Linked DNA regions of Drosophila melanogaster: region 1 is linked to region 2. The links are chromatin contacts, called in public HiChIP or PLAC-seq maps. All regions are on one chromosome and are shown on one strand. Each heading gives the region's core, a stretch centred on a gene start, on an enhancer-like site or on the middle of the called end of the contact. The rest is flanking DNA. Distances are from core to core; before and after follow the strand shown. Region 1 holds the start of CG4301. Region 2 holds the start of CG16952.

Region 1 (6,424 bases), core at 3,716-6,215, 540 kb after region 2:
ATAGATCGAATTGTAAACGTTGGTGGCGGAGTATAGATCGTACACCTGGTAGAGGGCCATGCACCCAGTGATGATTATGTTCTTGTAGCAGTAGAAGAGCACCAGAAAGGCCAGACGCTGCGAGTTGTAGTGACCGTGGACGAGGAACAGACGGCGCAGCATTTCGAAGCGGGCAATCGAGAAGTCGGCACACCGGGCGGCTTGTTTACCCTCACGACCCGTGATCCCAATGCCAATGTGCGCCTCCTGGATCATGGACACATCGTTGGCGCCGTCGCCAATCGCAGCCGTAATGTACTTCTTGCGCCGCTTGATCAGCGTGACAATCTCGGACTTTTGCAGCGGACTAAGTCGGCAACAGAGCACCGCTCGGCAGCGTAGTGCAAGGTCGGCAAACTGACGCGGTGTGTGCTCCAGCAGTGCGGTTATAGTAGTTCCATCTACTATCAGCACCTCCGGCTCGTCATCGCCAATCATATCCAGTCGGGCAAGAAGCTCTGCTGGCTCAGTCGTATTGATGATGAAGTGCTGCTTCGATCCACGCGGAATATGGCGGCAAGCAAGTCCAATGTTGTAGGCCGTTTCCACTTTGTCGCCGGTGAGCACCCAGATCTTAAGACCAGCCGCTTGCAGAGCCTCAAGGGTCTCGCCCACGTGCTCCTGCAGTGCATCCTCCAAGGCAGTGGCGCCGAGCAGGTCAAGTTCTGTGAAAAGTGACGAGTTTAGTGCATTGCAATTGAAGCGGATGCGGATTCTTACCATTCTCGACTGTTTCATAGCAGCTTGCTATTAGTTCGTTCCTGTTACTCAACTGGGTGTTGGCCTTACGGTAGAGCTCTTCGAAATGGAATAACTCATCATCGGTCAGCATGCGTCGCCCCACAGCCATGGTGCGTAGGCCATTCTGGGCATATTTCGTTATCTGCGCGTCAGTTTGCTCCACGAGAGGACTCGCCTTGCATCTTGGAAAGATGGCACTTTCCGCTCCTTTGGAATATAGCCAGATTGTGTCGCTCTGATCTCGGACAATGACGCTCATCCGTTGTCGCTCCGAACTGAACTCCAGAACGTGCAGTCTCTTGAACTGCACCTTTTCTGCGCTTGGATATCGGCAGATGCTTAGGACATCATTCTCCTGACCCTCATACACTAGACCCAGACTGGCGCAGCCCTCGAGAAGAGCCTTCTCGTCGGGACTGGACGCCTGATAGCGATCAACAATATTTCTGCTCATCAAGTGACTTTGTTCCGACACGGATTCCGACGACTCCAGAGTCTTGTCTCCCACTTCCTGGAGTACTTCCACCGTATGACACACGGCCAGTGCCTCGAAAAGCACTGCTGCATCGGCCTTGGGCAAAGTGTAACGATATATTTATCTATCTATATGCTTTGATTGAAGAAATGCAGTACTCACATCCAGTTTCTCCAGTTCAAACTTTTCATCGGTGCCCTCGGAAACGAGATGGGTGTTTTGGAGCTGATAATTAGTACCTGGCACATAGCAATTGACGAATTTCATGAGGTTCTTGGTGAGTGTACCTGTCTTGTCGGAGAATAGAATATTGACCTGTCCCAGTTCTTCGTTCAGATTCGACGCGTTAACCCGACATGGCTGATCGGTTTCCTCATCGTACAAATGGAGATCGTTGTGCATGAAATGCATACCGAAGATGCGATACACTTCGATGTTCATATAGGCGGAAATGGGCACCATGTAATTGAAGAGCAGCAAAAAGGAGAGGAAGTCCTCAAAGATTTGCCACGCTGAATTGAAGTTGGTTGGTGGACCCTGGTAGGGCATGGTTGGCACAATCTTCGCCTCCTTGTGACTGCAGTTTAAAAAGATAATCGCTTATAAATAAAATGCATTTTAAACGTTTGTAATCTCATTCTAGATATACACCCACCGTTCGATGAGATACAAAACCACCACCACCACGATCATTCCCACGATGAGGGCCACCATAAATCGATTGATGTACTTCTCGCTGGATGCGGACTTGTTGCCAGTGTAACGGCTATTCAGCTGCAACTTGGTGTGCATTCCGGTGTAGATGGCACAGCCAACAACTCGTTCGGTGCTCTTAACTCGGACACCGCGCAGTAGAAGATTATCAATGGTCAGGGGCAGGGCGTCACCAGCGCTAGATCCTGCACCATCGTTCCCTGACCTCAACTCCAGACGACCATTAAAGGTGTAGAGATCAGCGCTAGAAGGCTCGCATACAATGCAATCCTTGCCCTGCAGTTCATGATCTCCGGCTAGCAAGTAGTTTGTTGGCACGCATATGGTCTTCAAATTGGTCTCTCCATCCAAATTGGCTGTGTTCACGAAGCATTTGCGATCCGCACTAGATGATTGGAGCAGTACAAGGTCACAGGGCACATCGCCATCGTTTCGCACCACCACAAGATCGCCTGGCACAATAAACTGCGAATTTATGATTTCCTCCTTGCCGTTCCTTATGACAGTTACTGTATATGGAAGGCGGTACTGATTCAAATGGAGAACCTATCATGACCACAAGTTTCATTTCATTTCCTACCTCTGGCTGTATTCACAAGCTTATCACTTTTCGATCTCGAGTAGTCTTCCAATCCCTCCTTTAGAGCCGTAATGATCATTACAAAGAGTAGGGGTAGCAGGGAAACCAATGGCGATATCGTTTCGTCTATTTGTCAAGGGATCGACCATTGAGAATTGTCCAATTTTGGAAGAGTAAACGTACTTACTTACGAAAAACGATACAATTGTAATGATCAGAAAGTAAAAGTAAACAGCCCGCCTAAACTGTTCGTAGAAGTTGAGGGGCAGGAATGTGAACCAGGTGTATTTGGTGGTCGTCACCCGATTGAGAGGCTTCTGCTGGCGACTCTCGATGCCGCCAATCTGAATCCGCAGCGGATCCGCAGACTTTTTCTTGTCAGCTCCCATTCGTTACCAGTATTTAATGAACTATATAGAGTGTAATATTTGCTCATTCGGATAATCATTAGGTGGTTGGCACGCGTGGTGCCTTTCGGAGCAGACGTTAGACTGAACTGAAGTTAGCCAGCCTGAATTAGCCACATACATAAATTGGCATATGATAAAGATAATGTTCCATTTTCCGCTTATATAAAACCTATTTTGGCTCCCAAGTGGCCCTGTCACAATAGGTATCCCATTGAAAAGAAGCCTATACTTATTTCCGTCGTTTTGCCGATGACAGATTAGTCCAAGCTAAGTTGTAGCTATTAGGCACGCTCGCAGCTTAGATTAGATGGACTCATGTCATGTCAGATTATTAATAATGAAATTGAATTTTAATATTTTTGGCTGCCATATCATCGATTTGGCCATTCCTCTTCAAACCATGTCGAACTGCTGTAAGCATTCAAAGATTGCTTCACACCAAATGTGCCAACGCTTTCCCTTAACTGATTAGTACTATCGCCTTTCTTAAATTCGAATATCAAATCCAGCTGATATCGGCTTACATACTACCCTAATCACTGGTCTAATCAGCTAAACACTTAGATTATAGCAGTGGCACTTGGGGCTATTTTCAAAAGTAAATGAAGGTCTTTGAGCTATGGACTCTCTGCTTCTGGGCATTCGTAGACAACTATAGAGCCGACTAGGCGATACCCTATAATTACTTCTTGTTTATTTGATATGTGGGCAAGAAAGAACTAAAAGTAAGTATTTTAAGCCCGAAAATATAGTGTAAATTATACCCAATGGTGTAATTTATAATCTATAATCTATATGATAAACTTTTTCCCGAATGTGGAAATGAATGTCGTTGTTGATTTTCGATCAGCTTAAAAGCTAACGCCATAAAGCTTTTGCTAAAGCTTAAATGGGTTACCGTCTCTGGCAAAGCTTTAACATAAAAAATTTACATTCTTTATTTTATTGAAATTCTTATAAAAATCAAGAGTTAATTAAAAAATAGAAAATTAACTTAAAACTGACATTGTTAGTTAGCTATGTTAAGAGGTATTAATAGGGCAAATATGGAGGATGCTTGAAAACATTCGATATGTTTAAAATATTACTCATCCGCCATGTTGGCTTATCCTCCATTGCTAGCTTATGCTTAAGATCATGGCCTCTGTTCTCCACGAATGCCTTCTGATGGGTGGTTTTCCTATGGCTCCAAAGTGCATGTAATTATCATATTCTGTAATTGATTATCATATCATACGTTTGCCATTCACAACTTACTTAATATCTCCTCCGTAATGGTAGCTTACACCAAAATGCAAAAATGCAACATAGATAGGATTATTATATTTGACTTCCTTTCTTTTCTTATCGTATAGTCTTCATACCATTCGCGAATAGTTTACCATTGACTCATGTCGAAGCCCGTTATAAGTTTCATCGGTCATGGAACATTCGCTTTTGGGATAAGTGAGTCAATGTGGAAGTTGCACGATTTTAGATAGGCTTGTCCGTAAGCCCCGACGGATATGTAATGTGTTCGTGTGTGAAGTCCGTTCAATGCGTTCAATGTTGAGCGATAAGATTGTTGTTATCGACATTATCTCTTCTACAAAACCGCTGGCTTATTCGCTCGCGAGAGCGAAAAAAACAAAATCTATATTAAAAAATAAACAAAAAATGAGCTAAGAGAGTAGCTCTGAGGATCGTATGGCCCAGCATGGTACTACCAACTATTAAAGAGTGCCAATGCACTGACTATGAACGCATTTAGGAATATGTATCTAAATGTTGGTAAAACCCCGGCCTGGGTGCGATATGGGTACGGTATGGGTTTGGCTATGGGAATAAATAATGGCGTATATATGCACACATATATATATTTATATATATACATATATATAATATACATGAACATGCATGGAAAGGTCCGCCAGGCTAGCCCATGTGAATGGCGACTTTGTTCGTGGTATCGGTATCAACAATTCTTCGACAGTTTGCCAATAGATCAGTTTGCGCGTGGAAGGTCTCTCTTTCCTTTCGATTCTGTGTACAATAATCTATATGTATAGTATATATACAAAAGTCTATATATATTATATCTGTGATCCATAAGCGGTCTTGTACATACATATATTTTATTTCGCCCGCAAAGCTCGCTGTTTGTTTACCCGTTTGTTTGGCCAGAGGACTTCCGGTGCAAAACGACTCAGCACTACAACTCTTCAAACTCAAATTAATCGCCAGAAAAATGGTAGGTTTGACCATCGCTCAGATATTTCAACTAAGAAAACATTCTGGCATTCGAATATTTTTACATTCTGCAACAAATTAGCATAGCTTCATGGGTTTTGAAGAATCGTGTGTGTGTGTGTGTGTGTGCGAAAAGATTATGTTTTAATATTTAAAAAAAAAACCAACTATTCAATTTACAAAACTATCTCAAAGACCTACGACTTAAGACTTAATACGCCAATTAAATTGTGAAATACAAGGTGGTCGTGTAAAGCTATCGTTCTCCACTACATATGGCCTTTAAAGTGATAAAGCTTTGTGATAAAAGAACTGCCCCTGGATGTCGTCGATATCCGTATCTCTCTTATCGAAATTTATGGACCGTAAAATGACGAGAAGATGTTGAATTTGGATAGAATTTAACCACGATCATGGTGACGAACGGCTGGATGGATATACGTATATATATCTTACGCTCTGCACTACAGTGAACCCAACCCAAGTGGGAAACATGCCATCCAAATGTCGCTCCAAATGTATCCCGGGCACGGTGCCGATTAGTCAGCTGATGTGCTCGCCACCTAGATATACGTACTCATAATCTTATCAGTTTTTTGGCAGTCTACATATAGGCGGTTAGATATGGGTGGGTCTCGCTGCTCCGGAAAGCTTCAATACTGGCTGCTCCAAGAAGAGAATGTACACTGGGTGAGGATATGGGAGGGACTATGGACCCGGTGCTCTTGCACGGATCTCAGTTAATCAGTTGAGCAAGTACGTCTTGGCAGACGGTGGCTCTCATGAGCACGTGCACGTTGTTCGCTGTTAACTGAAAGCAAAAGACTCGAATGCATTGCACTCCCTAAACATCTATCATCTGATAGCCAATAATAGCGTGTTGCGTACCATTATAACAATAACAACGCACCGAGTGCAACAATCATGTTAACTCGATGGAACACTACTTTCAAACACCTCGGAGAGGATTGGTCTATCCTGAACGAGAGTGTGCGAGCTTCGGCAATTGGAAATTGATCGGAAATAACTTACTCATCGGAATCTAGCGAAGAGATTACCTGGCTAGTCGGCTATTGGTTTCAAAAAAAAAAACAAAAAAAAAAAAGTAAAGACGAAAAAAAAAAAACTGTTATTACCGATAAGCAATACGACGAATTCGTGGTAACGAAGTATTTTAGAGAGATACCAAAATCGGTCAGTTTTAGTCAGTTATGCTATTGTTTCGCGTCGGTGCCA
Region 2 (5,749 bases), core at 3,247-5,746:
TTTGCCGACGACAAATCGGCAAATTCGATGAAATTATTTATTTGTAATTAGTTATTAACAATAATTGAGAAGAAAACAAAAAATGGAAACAGAAAATGCTGTCAAGAAAAAGAAATTGAAAATTTAAATAAAATAAAACATGGTCATGTAATAAACATACATACAAACATACATATTTAAATGAAAAAACTGAAGATTACTAACATTAATTTATAATTTGTGTCATAGCCGTCAACTCAGCGTTATATCTAGAATAAATAATAAAGAAAATTGTGTTAAGCAAATGCTACATACATATATCATTTAATGTACGTGTGCACATATGTACATGCCGAAAACATTAATTAAGAGTTTGGTCTGTCAGGATTAACGGGTTAATAAAACTGGCATGCTAATAGTCATACATTTATATGCAATCAAATTAAATTTTTTTTCAATCAAACCACCCGCTCATTTTCTATCAACTTTAGCCTGCCACATTGTAGTCGCAATTAGTTTGCAGTTCGGGGATTCATAACGAAACTATTGCCGAATGTGGTACTAATATGATATCTTTTATATAAAAGCTTGATATATTAAAATGAACTTGATATGCAAACAATCGGTATTAATTGTAGTTAATTTCCAACAGTCATAATTGTGATATCTTTGACCAGATCCAGAGATATATCTTCTGATATAGTACGCATAGAAAGGCGAACTATCCTTCTTTATATAGAGAAATAAACATAGATAGCCTACTTCAGCTCGTGACGTCAAGAAGCTTCTATCTGTAATGGGGTTTCTAGGTTAGGAAGTCATCCTGGGATGTTAGCATAAAAGGCAATAACCCCACAAACTCGAAGGACAGTAAGACTTCCACAACATTGGCAGGTGTTTTATTCACTTTCAGGGATACTTTTCTAATCGGATCCTTTTTTTCGGTAATGTATAAATCTAGAAGTCATCTTTCAATGGATCTTAATGGTAAGATGTAAGCATTGTTTTTGACTTTGCTGCAATAATTTAGCACCAAGCTGAAATACATTTATCGTTTCAACAATATAAAGATGAGAGGTTAAAAAACAAGTGAAATGTTTGCTTATCAGTAAAACCGATGACTCACTGAAAAGGAACGAACTTTTTTGCCCAGCCCAAGTATTAATAAATAAACATGACGCACTAAAATATTTAATACTTATTCGAGAAATAATTTATAAAATGTAAAAGATAAGGCAACAGAAATGTTGAGTTCTTGTCAAATTGCATATTTCAACATTTTAATGTTGGCGCGCTTATTTGAATTTTCACTGCTATGTTCATAATTAAGGGTTGCACTGAAAACAAATCGATAAATATATAAAAAGAATGAAAAGAATAAAAAGAATGTTAAATGATTACAATATCGATTATTCAGTTTGGGGAAGGAGAAATGATTAATTTGCAGATACCTTTTTTTTTACTACAAATGATTGTATGAATAAAATACTCCCAAATTAATTGATTTTGATTATATATCGTTCGTATACATATGTTTTAATATTTATATAAACGGGATCTGCTGATTTTAAGAACATATGTATATACATGTTTATATATAATAAAAAAAGGTAAATGAATTCTGCGTGACTCAAAAGGTCACATTCACTTAGTTTTCATCATAAAGTTATACAATTTCGTTGTTATGGGTACATGGAATTTTGTGACTAACACTATTTATTACCATTAGCGTTTAAAATTCATGAAATTTGGATGCCTACTTGAGCTGTCAGGTGTTTTTCATTTTAACAATGGGATGACAACAGCACAATTGCTTAAATGAAATCATCAAAACGGATAATTTAATTACTTAGACAATTATTTCATCTAATATTGTAGTTATGCATAGAAGATATATACATATTTACATGTATATGTATCTTTGTACATATGTACATGTATTGTACAGATTAATGTCACGTACCGGCGAAACTTCAATTTGCTCAGAATATGACCTCTAAATTTTAATATTAATGAAATTGATGAATATGTATTTATGTGGGGATGTTAGGATTTTTCCATTTGCATTTACTTATGTACATATTTATGTACAATATAACCAATTGATGTTCATCAGACGTGCTCATATATGTGTATGTTTCGTGTGCCTATATATGCACGTATGTAATTGCCGGCAACTAAGCTCACAAGAAAGCTCAACTTCCGTCAACAAAATTGAGCAGGTGAAATGGCCATAAAAATATCCCAATAAACATTTGTCCGTATAAATTAAAAAATCCATATACTTTATAGGTCACTTTAACTGTCTAAGATCAGAAGTTTTTAAAGTTAAGCGTATCTTATGTACATATCTACTTATTATATTCATATAATGATGCTTGCAAAAAGTCTATTGGGTAGCATTGAGCTTTCACGTTACTGAGAGCAAAAGCTCTTTTTTATTGCGGTAGCCGCTCTCGAGCTTGACATGCACGTCCTTCATCTGACTTTGAACAATTTTTCGCCCGAGTTTTCGCCCATAGAAAGCGCTCAAAATTTCTCAGCCATCACAGTCGATTCCTTGCAAGCAAGCCGATAGGTAGTGTTTCCCTCAATTCCGCGGAAAACTTTCCAAGTACTAACTGCTTTACATATACATACATTACTTTCCAGATAAACAAAAAGTTAACCATGTCGAAGATTGGTATCAATGGATTTGGTCGCATCGGCCGCTTGGTTCTCCGCGCCGCCATTGATAAGGGCGCCAACGTTGTGGCCGTCAACGATCCCTTCATCGATGTGAACTACATGGTCTACCTGTTCAAGTTCGATTCGACCCACGGACGTTTTAAGGGCACCGTTGCCGCCGAGGGCGGTTTCCTGGTGGTCAACGGCCAGAAGATCACCGTCTTCAGCGAACGCGACCCGGCCAACATCAACTGGGCCAGCGCTGGTGCCGAATACATCGTGGAGTCCACTGGCGTGTTCACCACCATCGACAAGGCATCCACTCACTTGAAGGGCGGTGCCAAGAAGGTTATCATCTCGGCCCCATCCGCCGATGCTCCCATGTTCGTTTGCGGCGTCAACTTGGATGCCTACAAGCCCGACATGAAGGTGGTCTCCAACGCATCGTGCACCACCAACTGCTTGGCTCCTCTGGCCAAGGTGATCAACGACAACTTCGAGATCGTCGAGGGTCTGATGACCACCGTTCATGCCACCACCGCTACCCAGAAGACCGTCGATGGACCTTCCGGCAAGTTGTGGCGTGATGGACGTGGCGCTGCCCAGAACATCATTCCAGCTTCCACTGGAGCTGCCAAGGCCGTGGGCAAGGTTATCCCCGCCCTCAACGGTAAGCTCACCGGAATGGCATTCCGTGTGCCCACTCCCAACGTTTCCGTGGTCGATTTGACCGTGCGCTTGGGCAAGGGTGCGTCCTATGATGAAATTAAGGCCAAGGTTCAGGAGGCCGCCAACGGACCCCTGAAGGGTATCCTGGGATACACCGATGAGGAGGTCGTTTCTACCGATTTCCTCAGCGACACCCACTCGTCGGTGTTCGATGCCAAGGCTGGCATTTCGCTAAACGACAAGTTCGTGAAGCTGATCTCTTGGTACGACAACGAGTTTGGCTACTCCAACCGCGTCATCGACCTGATCAAGTACATGCAGAGCAAGGATTAAATGTGGAACACCAAGAACACTACCCACCCACACTCTACGTAAAAGTTAAAGATTAGGGCGCGGTAGAATGGGGTGAGACACTTCAGAAACGGCCTGAAAATGGCATCACATAACTTATATATATATTGCTCCCCGGTGGAGCATCACCTACATACATATGCGCTATGCTCTGAAATGCTACTGTTTTCGCTCTTCAATTACCAGCCACATTGGAAAATTATTAATATAATACATCCATTATACACATAAATATGTTTACTGTTGTTGAATAAAGTTTCACTCTGTGTGTAGTTTTAAAAATGCCGACTCATAAGCATTTAAATATTTATTTTTGCCTTTTTATTTGGTATAAACCGTTGAAATACCTAAAATAGTATGAGTATTACTTTAAATTGTTTTTTTCATTTGCTATATTTGGAAGTAATATATATATAACAGAAATGTGTCGATATTTTTTTTAAGTCGATTGGTTTTTGAATGATTACATAACTTGTTAAAGTTTTCAAATAATTTTAAATGAGCCTGATTCTATGGTATTGTTATCGGCAAAAATCGGGCTTTTACAGATTTCGATAAGAGCGACCTTAAACCCTTCAGTTGAAGCAATGTATAAACAGAAGTTATCGATATTTGGAGAGACTAACGGTGGCATATTGTCTGTGTAAGCCTGGCTTTTTGGATACATTTCTGAGAAAATAATGTTTCTCTGCCGATTTATATTTGCATAATTGGCAAATATAATCAAATATTTTGGTTGACTGCATCATTTCAACAGCACTTCACCATTATATCGTTATCGATATTTAATCGCTTGCTATACCGTCTTTTCGATTAATTTTCTCACACGGGCACACTAATTTTCAGAACATTTTAATACTGGCATGTAAATAAAATAATCAATTGATGAAACCTTAAAATAAAATGTGAATTATTCAACATGCAGTAGCAACAAACGGACACAAATCAGCATAAGAGTTCAAGACTTCTGGTTCTTGATGAATGTAAATGAAAGTTACCGAGTGAAAACGCCATAACTTGTGTAAAACTGACGGGGCGAACAAAGAGTATGTTTTCCGAGCGAATTTAACGATTGTGCAGTGTGTGTGTGGTACACATTTTCCCCAACGAAATATAATGAAACATAAGTGCATCGGGTAAAATCATCTCGAGTTCACATCTTACGTATGTGCGTAGTGAACATAAATCTGTATACATATTGGTATATACATATGTATGTATGTTGGAGATATACGTGCGGACGCTTTAATAATTAATATTTATAAACGGTGGCTAAACATTTCGAATATCTTTGTTAACATTATACCGTAACTTGTAATGTTTTTCAATGCAAATTGTACACATGTATAGAAATTTTAATAGATGTTCAGTTGCACATGTGCAACAGTGCGTTTCTCTATACATATGCTCATCTATTTTTGTGCATGTAATTTTAACATTTCAATGTTGTTCATGAATGAGTTTTGGAAAATATAGTCCAATTTAAATAGCGGTTAAAAATGCTGGAAAAAGTCTTGTAAGAATGTGTATTTGGCTGCAGATGTGAACTGTTTATACATACATATACATATGTACATATGGCACTGTCGTATTGGCAACTTCGTGTGTACATAAGAGTATATATGTGTGTATGTATTTTGTGGATTTAAGAGAAACGAAATATTAGAATGTAAAGTGCTTGCTTTTAATGGTTTCAAAAATGTAACAGTGGAAGTTTGTAAAAAGATTCATAATATTTCTACTTTTGCTTAACAAATTCCCTTCAAATGCAAAGCAAATGCTTGCTGTTACAGCTTTAAAATGTGATTTTCTTATTTTTCTAAGTGGGAATGTCCCATTTAGTTTCAAATATATACATACATATGTGGGTCAATGTAGCACCTACTCAAAAATCTATGTATGTACATAATATAATGGTCCCACTTTTCGTTGTTTATTTTGTCGATATGTTGCCATGTATGCGTGCATGTGTGTGCTAATTTATATCTTTTAAAACAATATCTTCCAGATAAACAACATTATTTAGGCTCGAAACAAATTTTTCAAGGCTAAACTTTCCTGCAAACATGAATAACTTTTGGGG

Evidence for each region. HiChIP or PLAC-seq counts read pairs in DNA pulled down with a chosen protein or histone mark.
Region 1: an H3K27ac HiChIP or PLAC-seq map of the Kc167 cell line shows a contact between it and region 2, with 5 times the contacts expected there. The contact joins the promoter of CG4301 here to the promoter of CG16952 in region 2. A contact is called at or near these places in 4 of 107 Hi-C or Micro-C datasets (the Kc167 cell line and the S2 cell line) and 1 of 6 datasets of contacts at active chromatin or transcription factors (the Kc167 cell line).

The regions. Positions count from the first base shown.
Region 1 is chrX:16,400,544-16,406,967 of dm6, forward strand. It overlaps CG4301, which reads left to right and starts at 4,966. Exons shown (of 9, transcript NM_001258783.2): 1 at 4,966-5,189. The coding sequence starts at 5,187. It overlaps CG9981, which reads right to left and starts at 4,579. Exons shown (of 9, transcript NM_001272682.2): 1 at 4,246-4,579; 2 at 3,954-4,172; 3 at 2,737-3,020; 4 at 2,550-2,675; 5 at 1,911-2,478; 6 at 1,418-1,832; 7 at 760-1,351; 8 at 1-704. The coding sequence starts at 2,938.
Region 2 is chrX:15,865,687-15,871,435 of dm6, forward strand. It overlaps CG16952, which reads left to right and starts at 4,497. Exons shown (of 6, transcript NM_001298375.1): 1 at 4,497-4,802; 2 at 5,675-5,749. It overlaps Gapdh2 (Glyceraldehyde 3 phosphate dehydrogenase 2), which reads left to right and starts at 2,459. Exons shown (of 2, transcript NM_080714.4): 1 at 2,459-2,557; 2 at 2,632-3,975. The coding sequence starts at 2,650. The coding sequence ends at 3,648. Gbeta13F (G protein beta subunit 13F) reads left to right here. Exons shown (of 3, transcript NM_206739.2): 3 at 1-489.